Linked DNA regions of Oryctolagus cuniculus: region 2 is linked to region 1. A link is a contact called in public Hi-C data. All regions are on one chromosome and are shown on one strand. Each heading gives the region's core, a stretch centred on a gene start, on an enhancer-like site or on the middle of the called end of the contact. The rest is flanking DNA. Distances are from core to core; before and after follow the strand shown.

Region 1 (7,326 bases), core at 3,501-6,000:
GGAAGGGGCAGGTCAGGACAGGCCCTGAGATGCTGGCCGTGAGGACGGGGGAGGGGCAGAGTGAGAGAACACTGGGAAAGGCGAGGGGGCACACTTGCAGTCCTGTAGACATGGGTTCTAGGACGCCTGCATCCCACAGCAGAGTGCTAGGTCCAAGTCCCTGCTCCACTTCCAATCCAGCTTCCTGCTAATGCTCCAATGCTAACGGGTGGCAGCAGGAGTTAGCGCAAGTACTCAGCTCCTGCCTCCCACAGGGCAGACCAGCTCGAGTTCCAGTCTCCTGCTCTCAGCCTGGCTCAGGCCTGCTGTTAAACACCTGAGGAGAAAACCCGTTGATGGAAGATCTTAAATAAATAAAACTTTAAAAATTCTTTCTAAGGATTCATGGTTAGAAAATGAAAGCGTCTATGTGAGGGACTGCGGAGCCATTCTGGAAGGCCACCCTGTAGGACTTGGTCAAGGTGAACACGCACACCTGAGGGCTGTGGGATCTCACTTGTGGACCCAGGATGCACAGCGACTCCCGCAGGACCAAAAGGGACATGCAGGAGGGAACAGGCCCCTGGGTGTGGTTTGTGGCTGGGAAGCTGGAAGCCACAGTCAATGAGACAGGCAGTCACCACAGAACACGAGACACACTCGGGAACACCAGGCCACGTGTCGGCCATGGCCAACCCCACAGGTGTCCAGTCACTGGGGAATACCAGAGGCCATCAGGTCAGAGGTGAGCCACAGCCGAGGTGAGAGGCAGTCACCTCAGAACACTAGAAGCCCCAGACACACAGACACCTTTTGCCGAGGGGAGAAAAAAGGAACAGAAGCAAACAATACAAAGACAGTCATGTAAGTGAGATACAAAAAAACACCGGTAGCTCACCAGGACCTGTACAAAATGGCGGAAAGGGAAATAAAAGGAATTAATAAGTTAAAAAATTAATAAAAATACTTAGTAAGAACAATGGGTGTGCCCTTAACTGGAGAACACAATTAGCACCTCTCCTTGCCTCCCGGGCCACACAAACAAGAGAAACTAAACGCAAAGCAAAGGTGAGGCCAGGCGCCCCAGACTCCAGGCAGCATGGTGAGAGCTGGGCGTCGGGAGCCGGTGCTGCGCTGTCAGAGACCAGGCTGGGCAGTGGAGATGCGCCCGCCACGCAGGGCCTCCTGTCCCAGGACAACGGCGGGAACAAGGACAAACGACTCAGATGGTTCTCCGTGACAGCAGGAATGAAAGGGAGCACCGAGTAGGGTCACAAGCACTGCTATGAGCCACGAGGACAGCCTGCTCTGCCGTGACAGGCTGCGACCCTCAGCAGCAGGCAGGCCGCAGTTACTAACTTCACGGTGCAACGGAGCTATGAGACAAGGTGGCGTCCACCCCCAGAGGGTGAGACTCGGCCCAGAGCAGCTCTCTCGGTGAGCGGCGGCACTCGGTCCTCCTGCAGGCCTCGGGGAGCCGCCTCTCCAACCCAGGCATCTCGTGCAGAACCACTTCTTTACTGGGGACTCTAGGATGCTTCCTTAGAGTACACAATTAAATGAGAAATCAGACTCTACTGATTCTATATCTAGACGATATATATGAGAATACTTCACAAAGTTTGTAGGAAATAGAATTAAGAGGTAAGTTTATGCTGGTGTCCAGAATTTTTGAAATCTACAGGTTTTTTTTATAATATGCATTTTGCAAGAAACTCATATATACATGGATTTCAAAAATTTTTTTGCACCAAAATAAACTTATCCTCCAATTCTATTTTCCACAAACTCTGTGAAATGTTCCCATACTTATTCCTATAAATTTAGTTTACATGGTGTTTCAGGAAAGTGTATTATATATATATATATATATAAGATTTATTTATTTATTGGAAAATCAGAGTTACACAGAGAGAGAAGAAGAGGCAGAGAGAGAGAGAGAGAGAGAGAGAGAGAGAGAGAAAGGGAGGTCTTCCATCCAGTGGTTCACTCCCCAGATGGTCGCAACGGCTGGAGCTGTGCCAATCCGAAGCCAGGAGCCAGGAGCCTCCTCCAGGTCTCCCACACGGATGCAGGGGCCCAAGGACTTGTGCCATCTTCTACTGCATTCCCAGGCCATAGCAGAGAGCTGGATCGGAAGTGGAGCAACCAGGTCTTGAACCAGCGCCTCTATGGGATGCCAGCACTGCAGGCAGTGGCTTTACCAGCTATGCCACAGCAGCGGCCCCAGGAAAGTCTATTTTATTAAGAGCAGTTCCCTGTGGGCTGAAACAGAAGAGACAAACCACAAACCAGAAGGAGGAAAACAAACCCCAGAGTGCTTCCATCCCTCTGCAGGTGTGCCAGCTGTGTTGCCGTCTCTTGCATGCTTGGCCCACTAATGTAGCTGGAGCTGATGATCAAAATGGCTGCACCAGGGGAGAGGCCAGCACTCTGCTAGCTTCCTTACTTCTCACCTGCTGGCAAATGAAGGGTCAGCCCAGGAGCATTCTGACTGGCTCCCCCGGCACAAGGAGGCTGGGGGTGGAGGTGAACACGTCGGTGTCCACAGCACGTGTGTGCACGGCCGCTCACGGGGACTGGGAACTGCTCCAAACCAGGGAGGACGAAGCATGCTTCTAGGATTCTCTGCCGTGCTCCCATCAACACCTCAGCCACTGAGAGCAGGCGACTGGCAAGATGACTCTGCCTGGTGACTGCCATGGCACTCGGACAGGCTCACCTGGCCCTCTCTCAGCACGGTCCTAGAATGCCAGGAAACTGGATTTGAGGAAGCCTGAGGAGTCCAGTACCCGCCACTCTAACGGAGGATATGCAACTGCTGCTGTAGGTGGGAGCAGGGGAAGGAGGAGGGAAACCTGAGAGAATACAGTAAGCACTCTTCCGAACAATGGGCCCTACACCCCATAGTAGGGACCTAGATTTTGATACAAAGAGTTACTATCAGCAGAGACTCTGGCAACTGTGGAAGTTTCTATGGGCCTCAATTTTCCCTTCACTAAAATGGGCATAATAGTTTCAACAAGGTAGGATCCTGGTTCCAATTGATTAAAATGCCCATAAATCGCTGCCCACCACAAGCAAGTGCTGGGGTAGGTTCAGGGTTATTAGTGTGATTTAGGCTCCCGTTTGGCCCTTGACATGTCTATGTTTAGTCTGAGGGGGACCTGTACAGTCTGGAAACGTCTGAGGAATGCCAATACTATCAGTATTTGCAGAGCCTTGAATATAAGCCCTACTGAGCTTACACTGGTAAGCGGCCCTGTGCAAGTGCTGTCCTTCTTGACCGGGTGAGCCGTGGGATTCTGTGCAGGTCCAGGCAATGCCCCAGCCTTTGCAGCCCCAGGGCCCCATGTGCCTGTGTCTTGCTGGAGCCTGCACTCCCTCTCTCCTACCTCAGGTGGCCCTAGCGAGTGACAGGGGAGGGTAGGCTCTACACAGCAGGTGCAGTCCCTTTCAACATGAGGCTCTTCACCGCCAGACTGTGCCCCGGGACAGGACAGGCACCGTGCAGGGCAGCAGACGGACTGTGGTTCCGCTTCCTCCCACGGTGGAGGGGCAGGTAGAGGAGGCCCAGAGAGGCTCTTGGCCATGTCACTGGTAACTGCAGGATGCTGCCGCCCCGCCCTGTCTCTGAGAGCTCGCCAAGGCCACGACGAAGGCCGCTGTGGCCTCACAGCCCACTTGCTGACACAGAGGCTTGTGGGATAGCGTCCTAGCAATGCTCACGCATTTGTTGTCACCACGAGAGGGAGAAGGGAAAGTGCCCGCTTCCTGGCATCTGATGCGCCACACCGAGCTCTCCAGTGTCACGATCAAGCCAGTCAGTCAGCTCTGTCAGAGGCACCTGCTTGACAACGGCCACGTGCTCCCTTTCTCAGCCCTGAAGGGCAGGTGGAGCCACCTGGCAGCTACGGCCAAGGGCAGGAAGTGGTGAGTACCAGGCTGAGGCCGTCTGCAGGCTCTTTCAGGAGGGAGGCAACCTGAAGCCCAAGCTGGGACACACCGATCCTCTCCACGACGCACTCTGCAGTCTGCGTTTGCTTAATCTGAACACTAAAGAAGAGAAAAAGCAATCACAACTTTCACTCCAGATTTAACCTCTGTTAATATTCTGGCATATTAGTGCCCTCTATTTAGGTACATCTACGTATTAAAAATCACAGCCCTATGGGCCGGCGCCGCGGCTCACTACGCTAATCCTCCGCCTAGCGGCGCCGGCACACCGGGTTCTAGTCCCGGTTGGGGCGCCGGATTCTGTCCCGGTTGCCCTTCTTCCAGGCCAGCCCTCTGCTGTGGCCAGGGAGTGCAGTGGAGGATGGCCCAGGTGCTTGGGCCCTGCACCCCATGGGAGACCAGGAAAAGCACCTGGCTCCTGGCTCCTGCCATCGGATCAGCGCGGTGCGCCGGCCGCGGCGGCCATTGGAGGGTGAACCAATGGCAAAGGAAGACCTTTCTCTCTGTCTCTCTCTCTCACTGTCCACTCTGCCTGTCAAAAAAAAAAAAAAAAAAGAAAAGAAAAGAAAAGAAAAAAAGAAAAATCACAGCCCTATGAATATATTAAGTCAGAATATTATTAAAAAGTTCAAGTACCCTTTGACCTATGGCCCTGGGCACCTCACCCCTCCCCCCCTTACACATAACTATTATGATGACACTGCGTTATGTTGCTGTAATAGTCCTAGTGAGGGTGACTCCATCTCCTGTAAGCCAGTTAACTAGAAGGAAGAAGCGCAAGAAAAAGCCCACGCTGACACAGCTGATCACTCTACCTAAGCAGGCCCTTTGCCTTCACTCGGACTCTCATTTATCAACAACTAGCCAGCAAGTGCCCTAGGAGACAGTGGGGAACCACTGATGACAGATCAGACCTGGTGCTGAGATGAGGTCAAGCACTTGGGCGACACCGGGGGATTCAGAACCCTGGGGCAGGACTTGGGCCAGGTAAGAGCCTGCTCTGAACAGTCTCAGCCGGCAAGTTCTGGACCAAGTGCAGGCCCGCGTGTCGCACACCCAGCTGGGCAGACTGCACTGGGCACTCGCCTTCGCTGAATCTCTTCCCTGCCCAGCTGAGCAGACGGCACAGAATGACCGCTACTGGGTCTCTGTGGCACGAGGGTGATCATGGGCAGATGCAGGCAGCCACAGCCACAAGGGGGTGTGACAAGGCTGGGGCTGTGAACAGCTCCTGGCGTAGAGTCCAGGGGTGACGTGTGCGAGGGACACACCTCCTTCCTTTCACGCCTCGCCCTTCCTGGCTTCACGTCCCAGGAAAAGGCTACAGAACCAGGAATCCGGTGCTACCTTCTGCTGAGGAGGAGGAGGGAGAGGAAAGCACAAGGGCTCTGAGGTGCGGTGGCATGCGAATTTTGCTCGTCCCTTTCCAGGCTGTGGGCCAAAATGAAATCCACTTAAGAAGCTGGAATTTAGGGTCCTTCTTCAGGCTTTAAACGATTTTAGCTCAATCAGGTGATTTCATTTTTATTATGAGGGTGCACTGGACACAGAGCAGTGGAATCTTTCATAAACAGAACACTGCATTTAGGCATCAAGAGGAACTGTCTGGAAAAGACAGCCGTGTGGATCTCTGTCCCTGGTGGGGACAGGAGCCTCCCAGCTCCTCAACAAAATCTTCACAGAGCCAAATTAATGTAAATAGCATGAAAAAAGCATTACACAGACTTTGAGGGAAAGTGGGAAAACCAGAAAGAAACTTCAGAGTAGGGTGGTTTTTACTTGTTTCATAGAGTACGAAGTCTAGAAGTCGTCCTGAATTTACAGAGAAGTCAGACCTCGTGGAGACAGGGACCAGTCCGCAGACCTGCTCACAATACCCAGGGAGCGTAGAGGACACAGGAAGAAGCTGTTACCACCACCTGGAGGCCATGAACACGAAGCGCTTCCAGAAGAACTTCTACAGGAGGCTCAGAGGGGACTTCTGTGGCGTATTTACGTTCAAGTTTATGATCTAGTGGGACACAGATTCATGTGCTTGTGGCCACATCAAGTTTGCTTTGCCATAAAACTGGGGAAAACACTTTTGAGACGGCAGGTAACTTAAACAGTTTAGGTAACAAATACAAACAACGTGGAGAAGCTGGGCTCTGCCGTCACCCTACAGACCTGTGACGTTCAGGGTGCGCACCTGTCCCTTCACCAGACACACTCCATGGCCACGATCTGCTTGCCTGACTCCTCAGCACTGTTCATCACAGTAACCACTCTGCCCAGCACTGAAATGCCCAATAAATAAAGAACACAGTACTTGCTTTCTACAGTAATTAATTGTGCCTTGCCTAAATTAAGCCTGCTTCTTTAAGTGTGAGGAAATAAGTGGCTATATAACAGAGCACACAGAAATAAATGATTATCTCATTTAATAATGAACCGGGACCAATAATAAAATTTGTCTGCCTGTTGTTCCTTAGTTGCTGCTCAGTCAAGTAGCCCAATTTGTTAACGGACTACATTAAAGATCTAATTGAATTAAATAGTGACCAAGGCTCAGAGACCTATGGAGAGCACTTTGTTTAATTATAGGCAGGGACAAGCACAGATTCTATTGATCTGGTCAGTTAAAATTCTATAGTGAACGTGGGCAAAGAAAAAATAAATGCGGCCTCCACTGCGTTTAAGCAACTTGGATGAACTACGCATTCAGAGCCGCTGTCGAGACAGCAAGCCAGCCGTGCCGCACGGCACCACAGGGATGAACTCGGCACTGCACTGCGCTGCTCTGCAGAACTAAACATGGGCGACAGCGAACAATGACAACCACAGAGGTTCCTTCTCGGGGAGATGAGACACACTGGGGGTGGGGCAGGTATCTGGTGCCGCACTGAAGACGCCACTTGGAACCCTGGCACCCCACATGGCATCTCATACTGCATCCCATTTCAGAGGGCCTGCATCTGACTCCTGGCTCTCCTCTCGACTCCTACTAATGTGCACTCTGGAAGGCAGCAGGTGATGGGCCCCATCACCTACATGGGAGACCTGGATGGAGTTCCAGGATCCCAGCTTTAGCCTGGCCCAGACCCAGCAGTTGTGGGCCTTTGGGGAGTGAACCAGCAAACAGAAGATGAACCAATCTGTGTGACTGTCTCTCTGCCTTTCAAGCAAAACAAAGGAGGGAAATACACTGAAGAGATGGTGGTGGGCATGTCTTTTAGCACTGCAAGTCTAATAAACTGGCATTGTTATCTCAAAAATTCTTTTGAAACCCACAACTGTCTAAAAATAAAAAGAAATAATTTATTAATGGGCATGCATACAAATTTCAAGGACATTTCCAGTTGAGAAATAAATACAAGTTCCTCAATATTCTATTATTTGGAAGTAATTGAA
Region 2 (7,326 bases), core at 2,040-4,539, 250 kb after region 1:
GTCTCGTCTGATTAAAAACCATCAGCAGGAAAAACACTTGCATGCGATATGGTTTGAATGTCATACATCTAAGCAGAAACCAAGACAGGAATAACAGGGGTCACAGAGAAGAACCAGAGCAGTGTGTTTTGTTTCTAAGGTGATTGATTGATTTATTTGCAAATTATCTGAAAGGCACAGGAGAGAAAGAGAGGGACAGAGGTGGAGAGAGACCTTCCATCCACTAATTCACATCCCAGATGGTTGCAACAGAATCCAGGCTAAAGCCAGGATCCAGGGACTTAAGCCAGGTGTCCGACACGGGTAGCAAGGACCCAACTTCTGGGACCATCTGCCACTGTCTTCCCAGGCACATCGGCAGGAAGATGGATCAGAGGCAGAGTAACTGGGACTCAGGCCAGCACCCAACATGGGATGCTGGTGCTGCAAGCAGCAGGCTAACCCACTGTGCCACCACGCTGGTCCCAGAGCTGGATGGTAAGGGCTACTTCTGGCTTCATGGAAAAGGGAGTGAAGACACAACAGAAACCTCTCTATTTTATTACGGATCATTTGGGTGTGCTCTTGGTCCATGTGTGCTGCTGTAACCAAATACCTGAGACGGGGCAATTTCTGAAGAACAGAAATTCACTTCTCACAGAACCAGAGGCCGGGAGTCTGGGGTGAAAGTGCCCAGAGCCTCCGGGACAGGGCCCTGCTGCCACCCTCAAGTGGCAGAAGGGGTGGAAGACCCAAAGGGCACAACCTGTGCCCTCCAGCCTACTGCAAGACTCCCCCAAGGGCCTCACCTCTCAGAAACTACCACACCGGGGAGGAAGGGGCAATGTGAACTTTGAGAGGGATGCGTCCAGCCACAGCAGGCCTACGTGAGGTCCACCCTGCACTTTCATTCAGTCACTCTCAGCACCCGTCCTTTCTCACGTGAACGAGCCCCTCAAGTATCTGGTGAAACACAAGGTGTCTGAGTCAGGATGGATTTTATCAGGAGTATTTTGAGTTGAGATTCTGTAAATGGTGCCTCATTTAAGAGCTCTGTCAATAATGCCTGTTTCTACAAGACAAGAAAATCATATCCCCCAGGGACAGTGCTGCATTTCTCTGAAAGGAACACTTTGATAAATGTGCAAAGTGGAAGCATAAGACGCTATGGATAAATTTAGCAACAAAGGCCTGGGACTGCAGGGCAGCAGGTTAAGCTGCCAGCCGTGACTCAGGCATCTCACGTGACAGCCAGTGAGAGTCCAGGCTGCTCCACTTCCGATCCAGCTCCCTGCTAAAGTGCCTGGGAAAGCAGTGGAAGATGGCCCCAAGTGATTGGGCCCTTAGTACCAGACCTAGATGGAGTGCTAGCTTGGTCCAGCCCTGGCCATTGTGGCCATTTGGGGAGCGAACCAGAGGATGGAAGATTGATCTCTCCATTTCCATACCCTGTCCTCGGCTCTGTAGCTCCGCCTTTTAAATGATTTTTTTTCAGAAAGATCAGTAACAAATAATGGTTCCTAAATTACAACACAGAATGTGAGGTATTTGCATCCCTCCTGAGACGAGAAGAAGTGAGCAAACGGCAGTGCTCGGAGGAAGGGGGCAGAGGCAGAGGAAACGTGAAGAGGGCGAGGGAGGACAGCACTTCTGGAGGAAGTACTGGGGGCAGGGGGACTGCGTCCCCGTCCCTGACTCAAATCCGTATTCTTCACCGATTCTCCAGTGACCGTGGACTTCTCAGTTCCAAATCTGGGCTGCGGTGGGGCCACAGCAGGGACAGAATGACTGACAACTGACACTGACGGACATAGGGAGCTGACATTTGGAATAGAAAGGGCAATTATTATTCCTCAGTGTGAAAATATTGTTACTGACATCTATAAACATGGAATAAAACCTCATGGCTAACAAACAGCCATTTCCCTCAACGCAGGTGTAGCTGGCAATGTCCACTTCTTGGGCCTACCTGAAGCCCAGCTCATGAAGAAGCCCTTGAGAAGCGAATGGGACCCTCAGTGACAGCTGGTGTGTGTATGTGTGTGGGGGGAGGGTTAGGCTTGACGAGGGGCTGGGTGATACCTGCTAAAGCCACTTAACAAATGTGGCCAGTTATTAATCACAGTAGCAGAGACCCGTCCTGCCTGCTTCTTTCCCTAAGGAAAGGCCTTGCCCTGATCCATGGGCTCAAGCCAATGACCTCCAAGACACAGGAGAGATGGGGCTGGGGAGTGGTGACCCTGTGCCCCTGAGGACCAGCTGAGAAGTGAAGGCAGCCCTGCCCTCTCACACCAACCCCTCTCCCCTCCACTCTCAAGTCCAGTAAGGAAAGCAGCCAGCGATCCTGGCACTCAGACTGAGGCCTCTGAGACCCACATGCATCTTTGATAGATGCCTCAGATGGTGTCAACGTGGCAGGTGCATTTTTCTCCGCATTTAACGCTAACCATCCCTGTCGTCGTTAAAGGACAAATAACTACACAACCATGTCAAGAGGGCCAACATAAATCCACCGTGCGCTTCGCTTCTCTCCAGTGACTCAGAGCACGGAATCAGAGCAGAGAAAACGCAGCACACGCATACGTGCATGTGTGTTGTGTGTGCCAGCAACACCAAGAGCAGAACAGAGGGCGCCTCCGTCCCCATGCTGCAGAGCGGGGGCTGTACACCGGGTCAGACAACCTTCCTCCCACCCCGGTCTCTGGCTGGCTGAATCCAAAGCCTTCACTGGATAAGATACCCCTGTATTTTATCTCCCTCCTGCGCCTAAGAGTAAGCATGGTGAACTAACACAGTAAATGTCTATGTCTCTCTCTCTCTCTCTCTCTCTCTCTCTCTCTCTCTCAAGCAAATCCTTTTCCTAGGCTCCTTATATCCCATCAAAGGCATGCTCATAAATAATCCACTGGGATACGTAATGTCCCTGAGCTTTCCTCTTGCAATCCATTATCCTGGGCCATTCAGCTGCGCCACCCCCTACCCCGTCCACTCCCAGCCATGCAGTTAGCACCCAGCACAGCCCTGACTTCGTGGGGGCAGGAGGGGCAGGCAGCTCTGAAGAAGCGGCAGCAAGATTCCCTAGTGATCCTGGGGCGCAGGCAGCCCTGCAGACTCCAGCTTGCGGTTTTCTGCCTCTGTTAAACTAAACTTGGCCGGAGAATGCCTTCGTATTTTGAGTCCTAACATATGGAACTGCAATCTTAGGAAGGAAGCTAACTGAAAGCCTAATTTAGGAATATACTTCTGTAGCAAATAGCTGAGTCCCATACAATCACAGCAGCTAAGCTTCAGCCAATCACAGGCAGCCAGCTGATCAGACCATGTGCAAAGACAGAAACTCTGAGCTGCAACCAATCAAGCTGTGTCCATCCCCCACTCCAGTTTTGTCCGCAGAGGCTGCCGACCCGCGGTGCCGCCTGAATCTCTGAACCTTTTCTGGTTTTGAGGGCTGCCCAAAGTGAATCAATCTTCGCTCACTTAAACTCTGCTAAATGTAAGCCATGTAAAGTTCTTCCTTTTCTAAATAAAAAAATCAGTTATTTTCATTTATTTGAAATGCAGAGACAGAGATCTTCTATCTGCTGTTTCACTCCCCAAATGCCCACAAGAGCTGGGACTGGATCTGGAAGAAGTCAGAAGCCCAGATCTTAATCCAAGTCTTCCACGTGGGTGGCAGGGACCCAACTACTTGAGCTTTTCAGGGTGCACACTAGCAGGAAGCTGGATCAGAAGTGGAGCTGAGACTCGAACCCTGGCACTCTGTTATTGGATATGAGCATCTCAATTACTGCACAAATACATGCCCCTAAGGTTTGTCTTTTAACACCTCTACACATATAAGGTACATGCCACTGTATTTGTACATGTTCTTCTCCCTCATTGTTTTTTTTTTTTAATTTATTTGACAGAGTTATAGACAGTGAGACAGAGAGACAGAGAGAAAGGTCTTCCTTCTATTGGTTCACTCCCCAAATAGCTGCTACAACCGGCGCCACGCTGATCCAAAGTCAGGAGCCAGGTGCTTCTTCCTGGTCTCCCATGCGGGTGCAGGGCCCAAGGACCTGGGCCATTCTCCACTGCCCTCCCGGGCCACAGCAGAGAGGGACTGGAAGAGGGGCAACCAGGACTAGAACCCGGCGTCCATATGGGATGCCGGCGCCACAGGTAGAGGATTAACCAAGTGAGCCACTGCGCCGGCCCCCTCCCTCATTCTTAATTCATGATTTTATTCTCAAAGACAAGGTACAAAGACAGAACATCTTACTATGCCAAATTAGGAATGTGTGTTTCCTATTTCTCCTTTGCCTTTTCTTAACAAAAGCAACAAACCATTCGGAAGCTGGTAACAGCTCCACTGTCAAAGCCCCAGTGACAGGAGTTACTGGAAGCAGGAAGACAAAACGGTAAGAAACGGGAGGCAGGGTGCCGCAAGGCTCTGTGTGGACAAAACACAGCAGAATAAGCGGCACTCACAGCACGTGGGGGACTCCTCTTCCCTTCCACTATGTCAAAGGCACGGCAGAAAAAAGCACAGGAAGTGGTGACGATCAGACGTCTAAATATGGGACCACTGCCCCCTAGTGTGCTTAAAATGTCTTAAAATCCATTCATCAGGGATCTTTGCCCAAAGACAGTAGGAAAGAGAACAAAACGAGAACCAATGTAGAAACAACACCTCACTGACGCAGTGACACCTGCTGGTGTCCCACCGACTGTCAGTCAGTGCCAACACTCTCATCAGGCCCCAGAACCATGTTCCTGCACTCAGTCCAACAGCCTGCCGAAAGGGCAGAAGACACAGCTGGTGTTGCAAAGCGCCAGCCAACCAGGGCAGATGCCGAAGGATGCCGGCTGGCAGCACCCCTGCCCCCTGCTGTGCCGGGTCAGCACTGGCCTCCCAGACACTGAATGCTGGGGGGCCTGGGTTCCTGGGAGGTCCAGGCAGCCAAGAGAGCCCGGGGCCTGCACAGATGTCACCACTTCAACAAGCTGGCCCTGGGCACTGGGGCGCTCTCGCTGGACATTAGCACCGCAGGGGGGGGCTGGGGACACAAGAAGAACCCAGCACCACCCAGCAGAGCAGAAGGGTGACCCACAGCCCAGAGGGGAGGTCTCAGGGAGAGGACAAGGGGGGCCCACTCTGCCTCCCAGCAGCTCTGTCTTCTCCTGACCACGGCCAGAGCAGGGGCCACACGGGGGGGCAGTCTTTCAAAGACTCATCTTTTTTCATGAACTGATATTTCTAAACAAATTCTACACACATTATTCTGTATAATTTAAAAACATGTTTACTCATTTTTATTTTTACGAAAGGCAGAGTGACAGAGACAGAGAGAGCTTTCATCTGCTGGTTTACTCCCCAAATGGCCACAACAGCAGGACTGGGCCAGGCCAAAGCCAGGAGTCAGGAAGTCCATCCAGACAGGTAGAGTTATAGACAGAGAGAGAGGCAGAGAAAAAAGTCTTCCTTCCATTGATTCACCCTCCAAATGGTCGCTACGGCCGGAGCTACACCGATCCGAAGCCAGGAGCCAGGTACTTCCTCCTGGTCTCCCATGCGAGTGCAGGGCCCATCCTCCACTGCCCTTCCTGGCGTCCATATGGGATGCCGGTGCCGCAGGCGAAGGATTAACCAAGTGAGCCATGGCGCCGGCCCAGCAGGCAAGTTTCTAACCTTAGAAAGGTTCCTGGGCCGAGGGACCCCTGTCGGGGGAGTCGGAGGGACATTAGTCGTGCAGTCTTCCACTCCCTGCCAGGACTCACAGCTGGTGGAGGGTGGAGCGAGGAAGAAAAGAGGCAAAACCCCTCCTCACTGCCCAGCCAGAGTGGAGAGGAGGGGACACAAGCCCCAAACTGCGGCGTAAAGACTGCCCGCGAGGTTGATCCAACAGGAAGACCCTGCCTACCTCTCCTCTGTCACCTCTGACTTCTTCATACACACTTTTTTAGTAAACATTTATTTTATTTATTTGAAAGGGAGAGGGAGAGACAGAGGAGAGAGGTCTTCCATTCACTGGTTCACTCCCCAAATGGCCACAATGGCTGGGCTAGGCCAGGTCAAAGCCAGGAGCCAGGAGCTTCATCTGGGTCTCCCACGTGGGTGCAGGGGCCCAAATGTTTGGGCCATCTTCTACTGCTTTCCCAGGGAGCAGGATCGCAAGTGGAGCAGACAGGACTTGAACTGGTGTCCATATGGAATGCTGGCCCAACAGGTGGTAGCTTAACCTGCTATGTCACAGCACTGGCCCCTTCACACACATTTTCAAGATGTCCTGTACTGGCTGAAACACACGACCGTGCAGCGTCTTCCTAGGTGACCTATGACGTTGTAGCAGGTAAAGTTCAGATCATGACATCTGCCCATAACTGCGATCGGACAGCAGCTCGGCACGCCACGGTTTGGACGCAAGTGACAATTCCCAGAGGTCACTGGGGAAAACCTGCTTGGAGTTGCCGAGAGACACACGAAGCTCTGTCAGCTTTTACATTCACACGAGTCCATTTGCACAGCTCAGGATTATCTTTTCCCCCTGTGAAAATGGAAATGACTTTTGCAGAGAAACATTAAGCACAGGATTTACAAGATGAAATCTTACAACAGGCTGAGCTAAAGCCAAAGCACACAAAGGTAGGCAGGCCGCCTCGAGAGCAGGGTGCAGGGCGCAGCACCTGGGTTCAGCCTGGGGGGCCACCTGTGCTCACGGCAGCATCGACTGAGACCCTGGGGGAGGGCCCTGGACACGGTGCACAGAGCCACGCGTGGGGCCTCCACAGAGCCAGGTTCCATTTGTCTTTCTCCATCACTCAGTCATCTGGAAGTGACAATTCTAGGTCTGGAAATGCTTCTTCTTTTTTTTTATTTTTTGACAGGCAGAGTGGACAGTGAGAGAGAGAGAGAGAGACAGAGAGAAAGGTCTTCCTTTGCCGTTGGTTCACCCTCCAATGGCTGCTGCGGCCAGCGCACCGCTCTGATCCGATGGCAGGAGCCAGGTGCTTCTCCTGGTCTCCCATGGGGTGCAGGGCCCAAGCACTTGGGCCATCCTCCACTGCACTCCCTGGCCACAGCAGAGAGCTGGCCTGGAAGAGGGGCAACCGGGACAGAATCTGGCGCCCCAACCGGGACAGAATCTGGCGCCCCGACCGGGACTAGAACCCGGTGTGCTGGCGCCGCAAGGCGGAGGATTAGCCTGTTGAGCCACGGCACCGGCCACCTCTGTGTAATCTTATGATTACAGCCTACTGAGCCGCGGCGCCGGCTGGAAATGCTTATCAACTCCATATTCCAGACCTTATTTCCTTAGCCCTTTACTTAGAAACTCCAATATTTTATTTGTAATGTCCCAATTC

What was found. A called contact is a pair of places that touch in the nucleus more often than the background predicts.
Region 2: a Hi-C map of psoas muscle shows a contact between it and region 1, with 11 times the contacts expected there. The contact joins two enhancer-like sites. A contact is called at or near these places in 3 of 6 Hi-C or Micro-C datasets (ear pinna, psoas muscle and an unstated tissue).

Annotation. Positions count from the first base shown.
Region 1 is chr6:3,958,726-3,966,051 of mOryCun1.1, forward strand. The region is part of intron 8 of MCC (MCC regulator of WNT signaling pathway); the gene reads right to left. Among named protein-coding and RNA genes, the nearest start is that of DCP2, 100 kb to the left of the region's middle. Within about 2 kb of position 4,751, at least 1 of the 8 cell types and tissues checked has an H3K27ac peak or open chromatin away from gene starts, as enhancers often do.
Region 2 is chr6:4,211,507-4,218,832 of mOryCun1.1, forward strand. All of the region lies in intron 3 of MCC (MCC regulator of WNT signaling pathway), which reads right to left. Among named protein-coding and RNA genes, the nearest start is that of MCC, 140 kb to the right of the region's middle. Within about 2 kb of position 3,290, at least 4 of the 8 cell types and tissues checked have an H3K27ac peak or open chromatin away from gene starts, as enhancers often do.